Regions from separate parts of the Mus musculus genome. Here region 2 is linked to region 1. Evidence: chromatin contacts called from public Hi-C data. All regions are on one chromosome and are shown on one strand. The core of a region is the stretch at or near the end of the contact, and the rest is flanking DNA. Distances in the headings are between cores, read along the strand shown. Region 1 holds the start of Dsp (desmoplakin). Region 2 overlaps Tfap2a (transcription factor AP-2, alpha).

Region 1 (3,208 bases), core at 447-2,946:
AGCCATTAGGTTTCTCCTCCTCCGCCTGCGGCCACTGCGCTGCGAAGTATTAAGGTAGTGGGGCGGCCGCCTCCAGAGGCGCGACCGAGGTAGGGCTGGGAAGGGGCGGGTCGCAAAAGTCTCACGGCTCACGTGGGCTTGCAGAAAGCAGCTGTGGGGACCGTGTGAAAGGATGCTCATTACCTTCTCCCACCCACCAGTGACTCCCTCGCTGTATTTACCCGACTATCCCGGGAAGAGGACCCAGCCCTTTGTGCCGTGGGTTCCTCGGCAGCTCCTAATCCTGGGCGCCACAGTGCTTTCTCCAGGGTCACCCTCTCAGCCAGAGCTGGAGCCCATTTTATACAGATCAAAGAGATGACTAATACTGAGCCCAGAGCCACAATTATTACAAAGTCTCCAGGAGACTAGGCTGATTTTTTTTTAAAGGTGCGGAGCCTCCGGTGCGATCCCGGTGACCAAGTGGCCAGAGTGGGGAAAGGGGAGCGAGCGGAACAGACCAAGTTTGCAGCCCGTGCCCAGAGGCTATCCCTACAAAGGAACCCATTTGCGTGACAGGGGACTTTCAGGCTCCGTGGAGGGTGTAACTTCCATGCAGATACCCTCGGGTGGCCAATAACCTAAGGGCCTCCGCCGCCGTCGCCCTGGGGTGACCATGAGTTGCAAGTCCTGAGTCCCTCCGAGGCCACCGGGCAGCAAAGGGAACTCCACCCCTTCACAAGTTTTATTTTTCGTTAGTTTGAAAGCTGGGTTTTGGGGCCGCAGCTCCGCCTAGCCCGACCTCCCACCTGCGGTCTGGAACAAAGGCAATCACAGCTGGGTCCACTTTGCAAGGGACAACCGGGGGTGGGGAGGAAGAGGGTACGACCAAGGAGAGACCTGCGTCCCTGCCGTCCATTGCTCCCCTACACAGTGGAGGTGGAAAAGAGCCGCTTCTAGGATAGAAGAGAGGTGAGGACCGTGGGACCCTGCGTAGGCTCACGGTAGGACTGTCGCCTGGGTCCCAGCACACACCCAAGCTCCCTGTTCTCACTGGCTAGCGCTGGGCGTAGGGACACCCGTTCCTGCGCTTCCGTGACCCGGGGCAAAGCACTTTCCTCGGCCTAGACCTGGGTTTCCTGGTTGGCCCAGGAGGCGGGCCACTACCTGACCCAAGATTTGGGACTGAGCTAGGTGGCGGCGGGCTGATACCCACCAGTAGCCGTCGGAGTTCTGGTCGTTGACGGTGCAGCGCCGGGAGTGGGAGTAGAACGTCCTGCTGGTGCCCCCGCCGCCGCCCCCGCCGCCCCCGCCGCCGCCACCGCTGTAGGTCATCTCGTAGCGCAGGTCCGGGCCGGACTCCGCGCGGGTCATGCGACCCAGCGTGTTGATCCGCGGGTGGGAGCCGCCGTTGCAGCTCATGTCTGCGGTCACTCAAGAGAGCCGCTCAGCGCCGCGGCATACGCGAGGCGTCGCCTCGGAGCACGCGAGGGACTCCGGGAGAGGAGCGCGGAACGCGGAGGACTGGCGAGGGCTCAGCGCTCCAGCAGGGCGGAGACGGGGACGGCGACTGGCTAGGCGCGGGAACCGGAGTGGAGCTGTGGCTCGGAGGGCAGCGAGGGCTCAGAGGAGCTGGGTCGCGCCTGGGTGTTGGTGTTGGTCGAGGCGGTGCGAGTCTCCTCCCCGCTGGCACCCGGCGCCCAGGCCACACCTGGTCGGCTTCTTCCCAGGGCGAGGTGCGGCTGCCTCGCCTCCCCCGCCCTCCCCCCCGCGTGTCACCGACGCCTGGGGCCGCCCTCCCCAACCTGCGGCTCCGCCCTGCGCCACCGAAGCCTGAGCAGAGGCGAGGGGCGGGGACCTGGCGACTGGATCCCCGTCGGAGGGCTGCGACCCCGCGGGACTTGCTTCAGGCTCTAGGAGCCACAGTGGCACACCTTTGGAGGATTTCCTACTCCCCCAAGAGGCGGAAATAAAGTGGCTTGGGAGGGTCACTCCATGGGACGACTCTAGTGAAATGTTGACTTTTTGCTTATCCCAGGAAACCATGCCAGCTTCTATTTAAATAGCCCCAAGAGTTCGATTTCTGTTGTGTAAAAGATAATTTAACAGAGAATCCCGAAAAGGGCTTCTCCAGAAATATTTTGTCATGAGGGACTTAGTTCAAGGCTAGACTGGGCTTCATAGCAGGACTTTGCCTGAAACAGAAACAAGACGTGGTTTTCCATTTCTCTAAAAGAATCATGAGCACGTTTGTCCCCTGTAGACTCCTGAGCCCCAACTTGGGTCCCTTTCTGCTCCCATGAAGCCTGAACAGATACCGTTCCAGATGAGTAACACATTCCACCGATTGGTTCCAAAGCCACTCCCAGTTAGCAGATGAGTGCAATTTACACCGTAGTCTCCATAAACTGACTTTAGATACAGACCCCTGTACACTAGCCATTAAAAGCTGTTTAGATAACTTGGGGTGGCGTTAAATGCTCTCTAGTAAACACCACTTAAAGATCTTGGTAATAAATATTTCTTGTCTCCCTGAATAATGTCTGTTAGCTTTCCTGTTTGTACAATGTATTTCTCAAATGTTCATGAGCTGGTTAAAGCAGCCCAAAAACTAAATACCAAACTACATTGGTATGCTGTAAAGGAGAAGAGGAGGTTTTCTAAATATGTGCCCTATCTAATTCTGCAATGACACTTCCAAGTTTTGGACACAATTTTTGACAACAGATCTTGCTTGCACGTTTGCTTCCTGATTGCCCAGAGCAGACCGACTTAAATCCAAGGAGTCAAACGCACAGTGAGATAACAGTTTACCACGGTTAGCTCAACCACCCATATCTGCCACTGTTCGACTACCATCAATTTCCTCTCGTTTCTAACAACAAACTCACCTGGCCAAAGAGCTTGTAGACAAAAGTGCTTTGTTTAGAAATAGAATCCGTATCCGCAAGTCAGCCTCCACACAAACAACCCATAGTATCCGGAAGACGTTTGGGTCGTCAGCAAATAATGCACGGAATTTGATTCGGAATGTTTTCCTTCTTATGCATCTTGTTTGTCCAGTGGATAACTATAACACACTGTATGGAAGGGCCTGTATCAGACTGTGCAAGACAACGATGACTAACGCACAGCCACGGTCCTCATAAATACTATAGTAGAACCTCAGTTTCAACCATTTGGAGATCTCCTTTCTCCAATACTGAAAAGGATGCACAGTCAACCTGGA
Region 2 (3,208 bases), core at 454-2,953, 2.6 Mb before region 1:
ACACACACACACACACACAGAGAGAGAGAGAGAGAGAGAGAGAGAGAGAGAGACTCAGAGACAGAGTTACATAGTTATACTATACTATGTATACTATGTAACTCTGTAAGTTTTAGTTAACTGGCAAGCTATCATCTCAGGGTTTCAAGATGGCCCAAGTTATATTCCCAAAGTGCCTGGGCTGAATTGACTTCTCTAGGTTGAAAAGAAAAATGACTGTCTTGATATGTTTGCTGGAAATTAAAAGGCTTGTTTAGAAGTCCTCAATTATCAAAAGCTGGTGTCACCGAAGGGCACCGCAGCAGAGAGTTAAGAGGCAGAGAGAGGCCTTGTGTGGGACAGTTTCTGGCCTAGTGATAGGCTTATACACACACACACACACACACACACACACACACACACACACACACACACACCCTCCCTCCATGGGCTGTAGCAACCTCAGGAAGGCCTCTGCTACTGCTGGCTTCCAGGACCAGACAAACTTCCTGTGTGCTGAGGTAGCTCTCTCTATGGCTCCCCACTTTAGTCTTAGAGACAGTCTGTCACTGACCCCAGAGCTCACTATTTGGACTAAAATGGCTGCCCAGCAAATCAGAGAGATCCCACTATCTCTCTGATCCAGCGCTGGGGTTAAAGACATAAGCCTCCAAGCTAGATTCTTACATAAATTCTGAGCATCCAAAGGCAGATCCTTGTGTGTGTGTGTGTGTGTGTGTGTGTGTGTGTGTGTGTGTGGTGTGGTCAAGTGTGAGTTCTCTCCCCGGGGCCTGCTGTTGTTTTGAAAAAGCAAAGTTTGCCTTTCTGCCTAAATTCAAGTCTCATCTGGTTTGAAGGTGAATGAGAGGAGACCCCATTCCACCAGCTTTTATTGTGGTTCCTTTAGGGATGTGGGGAGCAGGCTCTGGTGATATTTTGAAGAACAAGCCTGGCATTTCTAGAATACTGAAGAGGGATACTTGTGTTTTTCACTTCCGGTGTAACTTTTCTTTGCCTGTGAAATGCTTTCCTGTGTTCAGGGTGTTTGCTGTGAGAAAGGTGTAGGCAGAAGTTTGTCAGGGCTGAGGGTTGGAGGTGGGGAGAGAAGGGGAGGTCTTTTTGAAGTAGGAAGGGTATTCATTTAAGGGAGGAGTGTTGGTTTAGAAGTGACAGGCTTTGTTATTCTGAGTGACTGGCCTTGAGTCCTGAGTGGGGGAAGGTGGGCTGGATGGCTGAGGTAACTTCAGGGAGCGATGGTTTCTCACTACCACTAAGGCCTGATGGGAGCTTTCACTTCTGTCTCTGTTCCACTGCAGACAGATCTGCAAAGAGTTCACTGACCTGCTGGCTCAGGACCGATCTCCCCTGGGGAACTCGCGGCCCAATCCTATCCTGGAGCCTGGCATCCAGAGTTGCTTGACCCACTTCAACCTCATCTCCCATGGCTTCGGCAGCCCGGCGGTGTGTGCAGCGGTTACGGCCCTGCAGAACTATCTCACCGAGGCCCTCAAGGCCATGGACAAAATGTACCTCAGCAACAACCCCAACAGCCACACGGACAACAGCGCCAAAAGCAGTGACAAAGAAGAGAAACACAGAAAGTGAGGCTCTCCTCCCGCCCCGCCCCCGCCCGCCTCACCGGCCCGCGTCCCCCCACTCGCCCCTCCCCCACCCGGCAGGTGACAGCTCCGGGACCAGCCACTCCTACTGCTGCTGCTACTCTGCGTTGCCGCGCCGCCCTTCGTCCCCGGAGTCCTCCGGATTGCTCTCTCGACTGCCAGTGGGGCAGCCGCTGCCTACTCAGCGCCTTGCCTCAACTTCCCCATCAGTACCAACACCCCCTTTACCCTCGTGTGGAGCCTAAGAGAACAGAACAGGTCGTGAAGCCAGCAAAGAAAAGTTCTGTCGCGTTTGTGAACCTTTTTTTTTTTTAATCAAATCGACAACAAACATTAAAACTTTTTTTTTTTAAAAAGGACGTTAAAAAATTTAAAAAGTATATGAGCTTCATGGGACTAACTCATCGCCTTCCCTTGCGTACTTCAGATTGTAGCCATACTTTTAAAAAAAAAGGCAAAGAGGATAATGACATTTTTTATCAGTATTGTGAATAAACTTGAACACAAATACAGAAGTTCTATGTCCTGTCTTCAGTTGTAGAAGTTGTCTTCTGCAAGGTACAACCACCCACTTGAACTTCCTCTGATGACACAATCCACAATTCTATAAGGGAATCAGTGTTCACGTCTCTGTATATATTTATTTATGTGTAATTTAATGGGATTTGTAAATATGGTGAGTCTGTTTTAAACCTTTTTTTATTTATCTGGTGATCTCGTTTACCTCCTGTTTAGTGGGCTTTGGATCCTCCCTGTTAGTTCTTCATGTGGTTTTACTTAGAAATCCAAGGTTTGGGTAAGACTCCCCCTCCCCACCCCTTTTCTCCAATTCATGGATTTAGCCCCGTGGTAGCATGTTAAACGATTATAATGAAACAGCTGAACAAAAACATTTTTAAGGTAAAATAAAAATTTATATATAATTAGTATTACATTTAGCTTTTCATTGAACTGACAGGAAAAAAATCAGTGATATTGGGAGATTGGAAAAAAATTTCTTAAACTGGAGTGATTTGATAATCCTTCTATGGTATCATGGGGAGAAAAATAAAGTTTATTTGAGTTCACTGTCCTCCCTTAAAAGCATCCTTCGAGCAATAAATGAATATTGTCTTTAAACCAAGGGTTAGGGATTTCTCTTCTCTTCTCTTCTCTTCTCTTCTCTTCTCTTCTCTTCTCTTCTCTTCTCTTCTCTCTCTCTCTCTCTCTCTCTCTCTGCCTTTCTCTCTCTCTTTCTCTGTCTCTCTCTCTCTGCCTCTCTTTGTTCATCTTTAAACATTTGGGACCACCTGGGCTTCCTTGTCTTCGCTGGCCACATTGGAAGCAGTCCTAGCTGCACTGTGTTGAGTTGCTCTGGCAGGAGCCTCTATGCCTGTCAATGTATCATAGTCCTTTGTTGCCCAGATAAATAAATATTTGATACGCTTTATGTCGATTTTTTTTTTTATTCAGTGGCTGTCTTTACCCAGGCGTATTTTTGTTCTTGGCAGTATTTTTTATTCAGTATGGTTACAGTAATTGAGTTTAACTCTCCCTTGGCAATTGCTCTTTGCAATAAGCAGCTGAACCCATTGCTTCCCTCAAGTATAATAAAAACTTACTTTCAACTT

The links. A called contact is a pair of places that touch in the nucleus more often than the background predicts.
Region 2: a Hi-C map of embryonic stem cells shows a contact between it and region 1, with 6 times the contacts expected there. The contact joins the enhancer-like site here to the promoter of Dsp in region 1. A contact is called at or near these places in 4 of 39 promoter capture datasets (cranial neural crest, hippocampal neurons, maxillary cranial neural crest and 1 more), 2 of 484 Hi-C or Micro-C datasets (differentiating embryonic stem cells and embryonic stem cells) and 5 of 115 datasets of contacts at active chromatin or transcription factors (astrocytes, embryonic forebrain and embryonic stem cells).

The regions. Positions count from the first base shown.
Region 1 is chr13:38,149,782-38,152,989 of GRCm38.p6, reverse strand. Dsp (desmoplakin) reads right to left here and starts at 1,696. Exons shown (of 24, transcript NM_023842.2): 1 at 1,196-1,696. The coding sequence starts at 1,401.
Region 2 is chr13:40,715,491-40,718,698 of GRCm38.p6, reverse strand. Tfap2a (transcription factor AP-2, alpha) reads left to right here. Exons shown (of 7, transcript NM_011547.5): 7 at 1,296-3,208. The coding sequence ends at 1,584. Among named protein-coding and RNA genes, the nearest start is that of Gm26688, 11 kb to the left of the region's middle. Within about 2 kb of position 1,703, at least 10 of the 459 cell types and tissues checked have an H3K27ac peak or open chromatin away from gene starts, as enhancers often do. A contact at or near this core is called in differentiating embryonic stem cells and embryonic stem cells, where this site is marked.